Linked DNA regions of Mus musculus: all the other regions are linked to region 2. A link is a contact called in public Hi-C and HiCAR-type data. All regions are on one chromosome and are shown on one strand. The core of a region is the stretch at or near the end of the contact, and the rest is flanking DNA. Distances in the headings are between cores, read along the strand shown. Region 1 holds the start of Zfp69 (zinc finger protein 69). Region 2 has its middle 28 kb from the start of Gm8439. Region 3 overlaps Gm36134 (a long non-coding RNA gene).

What was found. A called contact is a pair of places that touch in the nucleus more often than the background predicts. HiCAR-type assays count read pairs that join an accessible place to other places.
Region 1: a Hi-C map of forebrain shows a contact between it and region 2, with 4 times the contacts expected there. The contact joins the promoter of Zfp69 here to the enhancer-like site in region 2. A contact is called at or near these places in 1 of 484 Hi-C or Micro-C datasets (forebrain) and 2 of 115 datasets of contacts at active chromatin or transcription factors (embryonic forebrain and embryonic stem cells).
Region 3: a HiCAR-type map of embryonic stem cells shows a contact between it and region 2, with 3 times the contacts expected there. The contact joins two enhancer-like sites. A contact is called at or near these places in 1 of 484 Hi-C or Micro-C datasets (embryonic stem cells) and 1 of 115 datasets of contacts at active chromatin or transcription factors (embryonic stem cells).

Annotation. Positions count from the first base shown.
Region 1 is chr4:120,949,408-120,953,906 of GRCm38.p6, reverse strand. Zfp69 (zinc finger protein 69) reads left to right here and starts at 2,219. Exons shown (of 6, transcript NM_001384119.1): 1 at 2,219-2,463; 2 at 4,347-4,499. The coding sequence starts at 4,473.
Region 2 is chr4:120,614,381-120,618,393 of GRCm38.p6, reverse strand. No RefSeq gene overlaps it. Among named protein-coding and RNA genes, the nearest start is that of Gm8439, 28 kb to the right of the region's middle. Within about 2 kb of position 2,398, at least 99 of the 459 cell types and tissues checked have an H3K27ac peak or open chromatin away from gene starts, as enhancers often do. A contact at or near this core is called in embryonic stem cells and forebrain, where this site is marked.
Region 3 is chr4:120,213,375-120,217,618 of GRCm38.p6, reverse strand. The region is part of intron 1 of Gm36134 (a long non-coding RNA gene); the gene reads left to right. Among named protein-coding and RNA genes, the nearest start is that of Gm36013, 25 kb to the right of the region's middle. Within about 2 kb of position 1,253, at least 14 of the 459 cell types and tissues checked have an H3K27ac peak or open chromatin away from gene starts, as enhancers often do. A contact at or near this core is called in embryonic stem cells, where this site is marked.

The sequences.
Region 1 (4,499 bases), core at 970-3,469, 340 kb before region 2:
CACAGCAGTGGGCACTTTCTCAGCTGTGATGAGGCAGCCCCAGTGCATAGAGCTATTTGCATACAGCTGCCCTTGGTTCTCTTTTATTCCTTTCCCTCCTTACTGACTTGAAGTTGAATGTTTCTGTTCTTTCAGGGGTTACCCTGAGTCACAACATGCACTGAAAACCTTTATTAGGTTACTTACATATTTACACTCTCTCTCTCTCTCTCTCTCTCTCTCTCTCTCTCACACACACACACACACACACACACACACATATCAATGAGTCTGCCTTCAAAAATTACTTTAGAGATTCCAGGTGTCTGCCAAAATACTCCAAGTCAGGTTCTCCTCTCTCTCTCTCTCTCTCTCTCTCTCTCTCTCTCTCTCTCTCTCTCTTTCTTCCCTTTTTTCTTTCTTTCTTTCTTTCCTGCCTCTGCCTTCTGAGTGCTAGGATCAAAGGAGTGTGCCACCACCAACCAGCCACATTTTATTTCTTTAAGGAAACAGTCATTTTTGCAGGTTGGTGCCACCATGAACTGGGGAGTTGAATATGAAGAGCCTTAGGCAGACTGAGTAGGCACCCTAACACCACATGGGACTATGCCCACAGCTTGCTTATCTTTAAGTCTGCACTCGACATTGTAACTGAAGGGAAGCCGGGTGCTTACAGTTATAATGCTGTCTGCTAAAGATGATGCCCCCCGCCCCCGTAACATGTAGAGTCAAAAACAAAACAAACAAACCTCCTTCCACATTAACAATCAGAGTGGGACTGTGGGGAACCAATGACTTGTGATGTATTATACAGGCATTTGAAGCCTACTCTGAATGACACCTGGTGTCTGTTCCAATCAAGAGTTAGCTAATTAGTTACTTAGTGCAGTAAGACTAACTGCTTAGCAAGACAGAAGTCAGCGGGTCCCTTAGATGGGGACACTGACAAACAGCTCATGAGATAAACTCAGAGCTTTAGTTCTGCCAACTCCAAAGATCTTCCACTCCTCTCAGGGGTGCAATCCCTTTTCCAGGAGCACCAGATGCAACTGTACAGTAGTGTTTAATAAACTCTCTACTGCCAATTTGTCTTTTTTTTTTTTGCAAATTAATTTACAGCCCAAGTGCCACTGTCTTCAACTCAATAGATAGAGATGACTTTGAACGAAGATCACAGCCAACGACACGAAATTTTTTTGCAGTTCATGAATTTTTCCCATGTTGTTTCACTTATCTTCCCCCATCCCAAACACACACAGACACACACACACACACACACACACACACACACACACACACACACACACACATTAAAGAGAACACCCAGCCCTTCGAGGTTCTACTCATGTGGAGAGGGTTTCCTATATCAGTCCCAAGTCCGCTCATTTTTCCCCCTCCCAGTCTCTATGTGCAGTATGAAAGGTCTGTTTTCCAGATAGCTGGGCAAAAGCCGCTTTCAACTTGGATTAACTTTCTGGATGCTGGTTTTCCAATTTTTGCTCTGGTAAGTGTTTACTCTGTCGTCATCTCTTCTGTATCTTCCAGTGGGCTCAGTTTTATTTTCTCAATGCCATATGTTTACTGAACTTTTAAAGAGATAAGTTAAATTGAGGAACTGAGGAAGGCTAACTCAGACACCAGACACTTCCCCTAGCTACAGGCACTCAGGAAACACGCCGTGAGAATATGGGAAGAAAGGGGTTCTACCTTCCAGGACCATGGGAAAATAAATTCCTATTGTTTAAGTCACCGGTGTGAAGTGTTTTTCTTTGGGGGTGGGAGGCAGCCTTAAGCAAACTAATACATGTCTTTAGGGACATTAAAAATACATATCCCGGAATTTTTTTTTTAAGTTTATTGTTTTCTAGGCCCCTGTTGCCTTTTGGATTGTCTATTTTTCTACTTATCGAATTCACCAGAATTAGGAGATTAGGAGAGAGCAGGAACTGCGTGCGATTTAAGGCTGCATCCTGAAGCCTTAAGAATGAAAGAATGACAGAGAAGCGGCTTCTCCAGGAAGACTCGCCGGGCCACGGGGTACAGGAGACCCTCAGCAGGGGCTGCCGGCTTCGCTGGACACCGCCCCTGGGTCTGCCCGGGCGGCTTCCGGCTTCCGGGATCTGGGTCGCGCAGCACCCGGGTGGGCGGAGCCACGGGCAGGGCGCTGACGCGAGCAGCGTGGGGTGGGCGGGTCCCGGGTGGAGGCGCGGGGACACGAACCGGGCTAGAGGGGCGGGGTGAAACGGCGGAGCTCGGGCATCTGAGCCGCAGCCGGCGCCGCAGGTCCTGGGCTGGGACAGAAGGCCGGGCAGGACGCCTGTGCGCGCGGAGCTCCGCTCCCGGGTGCGGCGGGTGAGAAGCGGGAGAGGCCGGTGTCCAGCCCGGAGGCCGACGGTGTCCTGTGTCCCTCGGAAGCCACGCTGCGCACTGGGCGCCGCGGTGTGAGCGTGGAAGGCTGGCGGGAACGGATCCGGAGATCCTCCGGTGAGTAGGCGACTCTGCTGCGGAGCTGCGAGCTCGACCGGGTGGCTGCCTGCGAAGTTCTGCCGATGGGTCGTTCAGCAAGCTTCTGGGATTGCCAGCTCCTTCGGAAGGAACAGCACAAAGTTTGCACTTAGTGACGAGACTTTTTACATAGTCGGGGCTATTTGCACCAACTCCGGTCTTTTTGGACAGGCAGTCTTTCACCTTTCCTCCTCTTCCCCCAGACTTCAAAGAGCAGTCCCCTCCCCGAGAGAGAGCTGCGTTTGGGTATCAGGTCCACTGAATCTGGTCCCAGTGTCCACAACTATTCATATGCTGAATGGGCGATTCAGATGATGGATTCGGGTTGTTTCCAAATTGCTGTTATGGTCAGTTCTGTAGTGGTTCTACTTGCACTTGACATACTATATTTCCTCCTCTCCAGCTCTGTGGGAGCACATAACCCTGCAGTTTTAATTGCATCTGAACCGGGGATTCGTTTCACCAGCTGTGCTGGGCATTTGGAGTGTGTGATGACGACTGTTGCTGCTGGCTTATGACAAAGCGCAGCCCTGTGAATTACTGTTTTATCAACTGAGATATTCAAGCTGAGCTTTCTAATTGTTTTCTAAAATAACTCTAAAACATGATGGCCACTGGGGCCCCGTAAAGGCTTTGGCAGACAGGTCTGATGCCCTGGTAAAAGGAGAGAACCAACTCTCAAAAGTTGGCATGTGACCTCCACCCCCATAAATAAACGCATGTGATTTTTTTTATTTTTAATTTTTTTTAAAGATTTATTTCTTTATTATAAGTACACTGCAGCTGTCTTCAGAAACCCCAGAAGACGGTGTCAGATCTCATTAGGGATGGTTGTGAGCCACCATGTGGTTGCTGGGATTTGAACTCAGGACCTTTGGAAGAGCAGTCAGTGCTCTTAACTGCTGAGCCATCTCTTCAGCCCGTGATTTTTTTTTTAAACTTTAAGATAATGTTTATTGTACAGCTTTAAAATAAAAAGGTCTTAATTGTTAACTTAGTAGACCTAACATTGTCTCAACACTGCATCCCTGTGCAGTAGTTAACATCCACATTTTATAGATGAGGAAACTGAAGGTCAGACTTGAAGTGCCTCAGGTCTCAGCTTTACATACAGGTCAGACATCAAAGAGCCTTCCTTGGCGCCAGCTCCAAATATGTAAGCAGGCAGAAGGGGCATGCAGCTTACAAGGTGGTCAGGTCAGGGCATGTGGACATTTGTACTTTTTTTTTTCCTTTGGTACTGGCGTCTTTGTATCTATGTGTTTAAAGTTGAGGGTTACTTCTGTATCCAGGACACTATTATTTCAGTATTGGTGCCGAATCTTCTAGGCCTTTTTGCAGCTATAAAGACAGTTCTGGACTTCTGGCTGTATGATGGGTTCTCTGGGTCTCTCCTTTCATGCCTTTTGCTCTCTAGGCACACAAAGCAGGTTAGTCCGATGGCTTAGTGGGGAAAGGCACCTGCTGCCAAGTCGTACAGCCTGAGCTCAATCCCTCTGACCCACTTGTTGGAAGAAGAGAATGGACTCCCATAAGTTATCTTGTACCCTCCAGCTGAGCACCATGGCACACAGACAGACAGACAGACAAATAAAGTTTAAAAGAAAGTACAGCCAAACATAGTGGTGCTCACCTTTAATCACAGCACTCAGGGGGTAGAGGCAGATAGATATCTAAGTTCAAGACCATCCTGGTCTACAGAGTGAATTCCAGAACATCCAGAGCTATACTGAGAAATCCTGTCGCAAGAAAGAAAAGGAAGGGGAGTCCAAAGGCCTCAAAGCAGCTTACAGGACTGCCTCCCAAAGATGAAGCGTCTATACCCAGAGTTCTTCATCTCACAATGGTCTCTGATATTGCAGGGGCTCAACAACTCTTCCAGGGTAAAAGATTATGGCCTGAGGACGATACAACCAGGAAGCCTCTCATCGAAAGTTCCAGCAGTTTCCCCACCCGAAGCTGCCACCCCCAGTCAGGCCGGCGCCATCATGCCTCAGCAGCTCCTGATCACCCCG
Region 2 (4,013 bases), core at 1,149-3,648:
CTCCTCGTGCATCCAGCACAGGAAGTTCATGGCAGAGTAAGCTTTGCTGTGTCTCTGCAGTCCTTCCAGGTCTCAGATTGAGCACAGGTTAGGGCAAGGAAGCAGGGAGAGCAACAGGAGCTGGGCTGGCATAGGTGGCTCGCCAAGGAGATGAAGGTAAGACCCCCTTCCCTAGCTGCTGGCCTCTCCCTGTGGCCATATACATGTGGTCCTGCCCTGACACACATCAGCCTTGCCCATGGGGCAAGGTGCTCACCCTCTCTGCACAGTAGGTGATGGAAAACATCTTTCTTATATCCCAGGCATGTATAGAAAACAAGCTGTCTGCATGCAGATTCTCATACTCGAGAATACGTGTGCATACACAGACACACACACACACACACACACACAGACACACACACACACACACACACACACACACTGTGACCAGATTCCTGTCTGCAGTGAGGGTTCAGTTCCCCTGGTTTCAGATGAGGAAATAGAACTTCAGTTCAGGTTGGAACTCAGGCTTGGGTGTTCATCTGCTGCACCCAGGGCTCTTTCTTCAAAGCTATGCTTGATGGTAAGGTAGGCCCAGTGGCCATCCACAAGCAACTGTAGACAAATCCTCATTCCCAAGTCCCAGAGTCTCTGAAGGTTCCCATTATTCTTTATTATTTAAACACGCACACACACCCCACCCTTTCCTGCATGTGTGTACTCACAGGCTCAGGCTCAGGTGCCTGCAGAGGGCAGAAAAGGATGCTGGATATCATGGAGCTAGGGTTACAGAAAGTTGTGAATCAGTCAGCGTGAGTGCTGGGAGCTGAGCTCCTGTACTCCGGAAGAGCCTCACCAGCTCTTTTTTTGTTTGTTTGTTTTTTGGGGTTTTTTTGTTGTTTTTGTTTTCAAGACAGGGTTTCTCTGCGTAGCCCTGACTGTCCTGGAACTCACTTTGTAGACCAGGCTGGCCTCGAACTCAGAAATTCGCCTGCCTCTGCCTCCAGAGTGCTGGGATTAAAGGCGTGTGCCACCGCCCGGCGCTTCACCAGCTCTTAACCACTGATCCCTCTCTCCTGAGCACATGCCTTTTAAAAGTCAGAGATTGGGCCTGGCAGTGCTAGCACACACCTTTAATCCCAGCACTTGGGAGGCAGAGGGATCTCTGAGTTCAAGGCCAACCTGATCTACAGAGCAAAGTTCCAGGACAGCCAAGGCTATACAAAGAAACTTTCTCAAAAACAAAGAAAGATTTTGGAGTGACAATGTGGCATTTTATACCTCTGCTAGTGGCAAGTTTGGAAACAATGTTCTCCTGTCATGCACAGGGCTCTGAGGAAGGCCCTGAACCAGAGAGGGAGAATGGCGGCATGGCTGGTTTTTCTCAAGCAGCCTGCAGCCACCTGCTTGGGTGCTCAGGGACACAGGTGTAGCTCCCCTGGAGCCAAAACAATGCTTCAAGGCTCGCCTAGCCCAGGACTCTGTGTTCCCACCTGCTGCCCAGGTCCCCACCCCAGCATGCCTGGCTGCGCCCCAGGAAGCAAGGCAAACAAGCTTCCATTGATTCCCGTCCTGGCTAGGAGAATGCTCCTTTGTTGAGCTCCACACCTCTTCCTCTAGTGTCCGTGCCCACAGGACAGGTGTTCAGGATAGAGGCAGCCAGGCCGAGAGAGGAGAGCCTTTCCTAGGGATCCAAAAGAGAAGCCAAGGGCAGAATGTCTCCCCTCCCCCGCCGCCCCCCTCCCTGTGGCTTGTGTCCTTTTCTCGCCTGTCATTGTTCAGGCCTGGCACCCTTCTGTTGGACAGTGGAGCCCCAGGCTGTGTGTTTACCCCCCCCCCCCATCTTGAAAGCCTGCTGCTCCACCAGGTTATATCTGGACAGAAGCTCATGTGGTACTGAACGCCGTTTATCCTTGTCCACAGCCCTGTGACCAGCCTGGAACTCCATTCAGGGCAGTCTAGGAGAACAAAGTCCACTTAGACTTTAAAAGCTAACCTGGTCTCTTTCTCACCTCCCAACCCCCACTTGCTCTCTCACTGTGTAGCCCAGGCTGGCCTGGAAAGCCTGGGCTCCAGCCATGCCCACCTCCTCAGCCTTCTGAAAAGCTGGGGTTATAGGGCACAAGCACCATGCCTGGGTTTTCAGAGTTTAAATTTTTTTTTTTTAATTTTATTTTAGGGGGTCTGTGTGTGCCTGCGCGTAGAAGTCGGAGACCTTTTTATTTAGTCAGCTCTTTCCTTCTGCCTTCATGTCAGTTCTGGTGACCAAATTTAGGTCATCAAACTTCCCAGAAAGCCCTTTTATGCTCTGAACCACCTCACTGGCTGTTGGTTCTCTGGCACTCAAGCTCCTTAGCAGGCCTTCGCAGCACTCCCTAATTTGGGCATAAACCATCTCTCACATGCTCCTCCCGCTGGCCTTGACACTCCACTGTTCAGCCACCCACCTGCTTCACCCCTACTCACCAAGCATGCGCTGTGTACCATCATTGCTCAAGGGGCTAGATCTGCTTCAGGAAACCAGGCAACTCCACAACAGACTAAGGAACGTCATAACAGAGTGTGCGGGGTGCTGTAAGGAAAATCCCTCAGCTCAGGGAGTGGGTAGTATGATATATGTAGGGATCAGGGAGGGGACACTGTGTGAGGTGGCGCTGTGACAGAAGGAACTGAGAACCGAAGCAGGGAACAAAGGGCACAATGAAGTTTGCCTTCTCTGCTGAGTGACAGGAGCCTCCTAGCCTAAGTGTTCTGTGTGCTTGCCACCTCCAGGCTCCGCCCCCAGCCCCCGCCCCCAGCTCGGTGAAGCCCTTTCCAAGGGTATCCATCTCTCCCTGGCCTATCCAGGATCACACTGCAGCCTTCCTTATTTACTGACCTTGTCTCCCTCCTTCCAAACGCTAAGATGCTATCTCTGGTGGTGGACTTCGCCACTTAGAGGGTTCAGGTTCAGATTTCTCAGCGACTTGCTTAGTACCAGCTGTGGAGCCAGGCAGAGGCAACCTGATTCATCTTCAGTGCCCTTCCATAAGGTCTGGCTTATGGCCACTTTTACAGATGGGTATTCTGAGTGACTTCATGTCTAAAGAGTCGTGGGGATGGAATTGGAGTAGAAATTGTATGACCCTGGAGCCTAGCTCTGTTAACATTTTTTTTAAATAAGAAATTATATCATTTCCCCCCTTCAACCCTTCCCTCTTGTTCTAAAATTAATGTCCTCTTTTTTCTTTAATTGTTCACACACACACACACACACACACACACACACAGAGAGAGAGAGAGAGAGAGAGAAGGGGGGTATGCCCCATCATGCCCAGGTTATTCAATGCTGGGGACTAAATCCAGGGTTTCATGCGTGTTAAAGTAATTACCAAATGAGCTATGCCCCCAGCTTGCCCGCCCAATCTTAATGACCTGGAGTCACCTCCTTCTTTAGGCATGAGACTCTGGTCCTCAGATGCCCCGGCCTGACCCCAATCTTCTCCACCTTCTCTTCTATGGGACACTCCGCTTTTACACATTATCAAAGCAGACATTTCGCCTTCTGTTCCTTCCTGCCTGTGTCGTACCAGAGTAAAAGAGCACAGCCATGGCAGCCAGCTTGGGACAAGGCCATGCAAGAGTAGACACTGCCTTCCCCTTTCACGATGGGTTCCTGCCACGGGGCTCCAGAAGGAGAGCCAGGAGTCATCAAGCAGAAAGAACCAAGGCCCAGTGCTCATCAGAGTTGTGCACTGTAACTACCGCTGTTTCCCTGATGAATGTCGTGGGTGGGAATGACGTCTCAGAGTGAGAAGTGTCACAAAGGCCTTTGCTCTGGGCTCTCTTGCACCAGTCAGTTTTAAACTTTTTCTTTTGGGTTTAGTTCGGTATGTCAACGGCAATAACAGCCAACAGCAGCTGCTCTATCATCCAGCAAACTGAAACCGTCTCTCATCTTTCTGCTGACACCCTGAGGATGCCATTGTGAGTCTAAGACGGGTGAAGCAGTGTGCTAGAGGTCATCCAGATGGTTCTCCACGCCTGGCAAG
Region 3 (4,244 bases), core at 4-2,503, 400 kb after region 2:
CTCTAGTTTCAGGGAGTCTGATGCTCTCTTCGGGCCTCTGTGAGCACCAGGCAAGAAAGTGATGCACAGACACATAGGCATGCAAACACGCATACTTATAAAATAAAGATAATTTAAAAAATCTATAAGAAAAATAAATGAGTGTGTGTGTGTGTGTGTGTGTGTGTGTGTGTGTGTGTGTGTGTGTGTTTGAGACAGGGTTTCCATGTGTAGCCCTGGCTGTTCTGGCACTCACTATGTAGACCAGGCTGGCCTTGAACTCAGAGATCTGCCTGCCTCTGCCTCTCTGTTGCTGTGGTTGAAGCTATCCCTGCTGACTTTTAATAAAATTGTTCTTTGTGTGCTTGAAGCAGAGGAGCCTGAGGCTAAGAGGGAAGGACTTGCCCAGGTTCTCTAGGCACTGAACATCTTGATAGCTTCAGAGGCCCCTACCCCCCAGCAGAGAGCAGTGGTAGGGGGAGCCAGGCACTGGGAGCCAGTCTGGCCTTGCCACCCACTGACTCCATGACCTTGGCCTTTCATCCCACCTGTGTGTGTAGCCTGCAGAAAGCACCCATGCTGACTTCTAGACAATAGAGTAAGAGTCTTCCTGATTCATGCTGAGACTGAGAGTCAGTAAGCAAACCTGGCAGGTGGCTGAGGCTCCAGCCCCATCTTCCCACAGTGGGCAGTCTCATCCTACACTGAAGGCTTGGCTCTGCCCTGAGCAGTGTACCTGCCCTGGCCTGAATGGGAAGGTAGGAGACCCTGGGCCAGTGGCTGGGGTGTGGATGTCCTCTGAGCTAGTTACTATGTCTAGCCTTAGGTTTTGTTCTTCTCACCGCAGCTGCTCATTATGCGATGGGCACAGGGCCTCACCACACCTCATGGGGGCGTTGCTGAGAGCAGCTTCCTTTTAGAGAGATGGGAACTGGAACCAGAGGTGAAGGAGTTGTTCTGTGTGAGTCAATCACACCTTTCGCCCGGAAATCCATAGTCTCAGGTGCCAGCCTACATTGGGACTACAATACAAATGGAAATGGGCTCTTCAGAAGGCAAATTGGTGTTGTGATCTGAATATGAAGAATCCCCCACAAATGTCTATGTGGCCCACAGCATTGTTTGGGGATGTTGGGGGCCCTTTGGGCATTGGGGACTATGTAGAGCTGTCAGGGTGGAGCTAGATGGTTTTATCTGGCAAGTTACTGTGTGGAGTCTCTGCTTCCTGACTGCCACCGTGCGGAACTAATCTGTAGTCACTCTGCTACCCCAGCCTCCAGCCTCTCCTGCCGCCATGCCTTCCTGCCGTCATACCCCACATACGCTAGCAAACACTGGCTTATCCAAAGTCACAGAAAGCAGCAGCCAAGCATCCAAGCCCTCGGGTGTCTTGTGGTTTGCCCAGATCATCTATTCCCTATACTGCTGGGCTCATCCCTGCTCCAGGTCTTGAGACTCCATGCCATCAAACTCCCTGATGGCCACTGGGCAGGATTTCTGCAGCACCAGTGCCCCCTGCTGGCTGAGACATCTGCATTGTTCTTGCACCGGAAAAGCACCCTCCCTCTCCATCTGGCTCATCAGGTCCTGCCCCTGCCCAGCTAGCTACCCGCAGCACCTGCGGGCCCCTAGCAGCTTCCGCACAGTCTGACCTTGCCACTGTTCCCTCCAGATCAAGGGGGAAAACAGGACTGGGTCCATCTTATCCCAGCTTGGCCTCTCACCCACTTCACAGACCTTCTAGGTCCAGTTCTCTATTGGTTTAGCCCAGCTTGGCTGCAGCACCTCAAATGAAGATGGACAGAACTGGACTCAACTATCCAAGCAGGATAGAGCCTTTTGGTTATAGGATGTAGTCTTGGGCACTGGACAGGTAGAAAAGATGAGGACACACAGAGACCCCCAGTTGTCAGTGAAGTCTCTCAGAACCACCCTGCTGCTCCGCCCTCACTCTTCCTCTTTCCTCTCAGCATCCTGCAGCCCCCTGTCCCCAGCCCCCTGCAGCCCCCTGTCCCCAGCACCCTGTAGCCCTCCTGTCCCCAGCCCCCTACAGCCCCCTGTCCCCAGCACCCTGCAGCCCTCCTGTCCCCAGCACCCTGCAGACCTCTGTCCCCAGCACCCTGCAGACCCCTGTCCCCAGCACCCTGCAGACCCCTGTCCCCAGCATTCTGCAGACTCCTGACCCCAGCACCCTGCAGACCCCTGCCCCCAGCACCCTGCAGCTCTGGAGACGGGAGTGAGGGTTCCTAGGTCCCAGCCATTCACCACTTGCACACCCCAGCTCAGCAGCTACCTGCCCACCCTTTTCAGCCACCCACTCACCCACCACACCCCATCTCAGCAGCCACCCACCTACCCCAGCCACCCACCTCACCACACACCACCTGAGAAGACGCATCCAGTCTATGCAGCACAGGAACCCTCAACCCTTGCCTGACTCTTCCCAGGCACTGATCCACTCCCCAGAGACTACAGAATCTACACACCCCAGCCATTTACTTCTCCTTCCCCGACTGTCTGCTGGACTGAGGAGAGGGCTGTGAGAGGAGAGTCTCTAGGCAGGTCATGAACACATCGCTTCTCTTCCAGCCCTCTCTGGAACGGCAGCCACAGATCTTCACCAGGCACATACATGTGCACACACCTACCCACACAATTTCCCACGCTCAAATCTTGTAGCACTTTCTCCAGACTTTCAGGATAAGAGTTACTGCTTGTGCTGGAGGCCTACATTCCCTGGACCCTGGGATCTCCAGCCCTTGTCTGAATTCTCTCCACCCCCCGTCCCCAAGTCAGAGTCCCAACTACTGGGCTTACTTGGCTGGTTATACTCTCTACAATGTTCTTCTCCACCTACCACATCACCTGTGCTGCCTGCCAGCTCTATAGCGCTGTGGTTTGTAAGTGTCCCTGAAAGGCCTGGCCATTAACCTTGGTGTTACTGGGAAGAGGAACTTTAAGACTGAGGCCTAGTTGGGTGTGGTGACTCACTTGAAATTCCAGCACTTGAGAGGCTGAGGCAAGAGGATTGCCATGACTTCAGGACCAGCCTGGGCTTCATGGTGAGACCCTGTCCACACACCTCCTCCCTGGAAAGACAGGGAGAGAGAAGAAAAGAGGGAGTGGGAAGGAGGAGGGAGGGACACAGGCGGAGAGGGAGGGAAGGAAGGAGGGAGGGAGGACCTAGTGAAGGGAGATTAGGTCACATGGACTGTGTCTTAGTTAGGGTTTTACTGCTGTGAACAGACACCATGACCAAAGCAACTCTTATAAGGACAACATTTAATTGGGGCTGGTTTACAGGTTCAGAGGCTCTGTCCATTATCATCAAGGCAGGAACATGGCAGCATCCAGGCAGGCATGGTGCAAGGGGAGCTGAGAGTTCTTTATCTTCACCTGAAGGCTGCTAGCAGAATACTGACTTCCAGGCAGCAAGGATGAGGGTCCTAAAGCACATCACAGTGACACACCTACTCCAACAGGGCCACACCTAATGGTGCCACTCTCTGGGCCAAACATATACAAACTATCACAGACTGAAACCATAGGCTCAAACAAGCCTTTCCTCCTTTCAAGTTGACATCTCAGGTGCTTTGTCGTAGTGACTGAAAATGACTAACACACGCAGTGCCAGCTAGGACCTCTTTTGTGGGTCTTTCTTGGTTCACTGGGTTTTATTATTTTTATTTTTGTTTTCGAGACAGGATTTCTCTGTATAGCCCTGACTGTCCTGGAACTCACTCTGTAGACCAGGCTCGCCTTGAACTCAGAAATCCGCCTGCCTCTGCCTCCCAAGTGCTGGAATTAAAGGTATCTGCCACCATTGCCTGACCTTGGTTCACTGTTATATAAGCCTTGGGAGCCTTCTCAAGAACGCAGAAGCCCACTCTTGAGAGAAAGCTGGAACGGAGGTGTGATCACGGCTGGGAAGGCCATTGCCCAGTCCTCTGTCCTGCATTCTGTCCCCTGTGCTCATTGTCACACCCAATCCCTGCTTCAGTATCTGGAATGAAGGAGATGCTGGCTAAATGAGAACCTGCCCTTCGTGATCATTTGGTGGGCTTTGGTCCATGCCTGGATTTCCTACACAATGTTTAGGTTCATGGTTTGTGGGCCACAGGACTGGGGAAAGAACTCTAGTGGGAAGTCAGAAGTCTTGGGCTTTGGTTCTGGTTCTGCTGTGTGCCCAGCAGGTTGCTAGTCCTCTCTCCTGAGCTCTCACATAGCATGGAGGCGTGGTCATTCTGGTAGGGTTAGTACAAGAA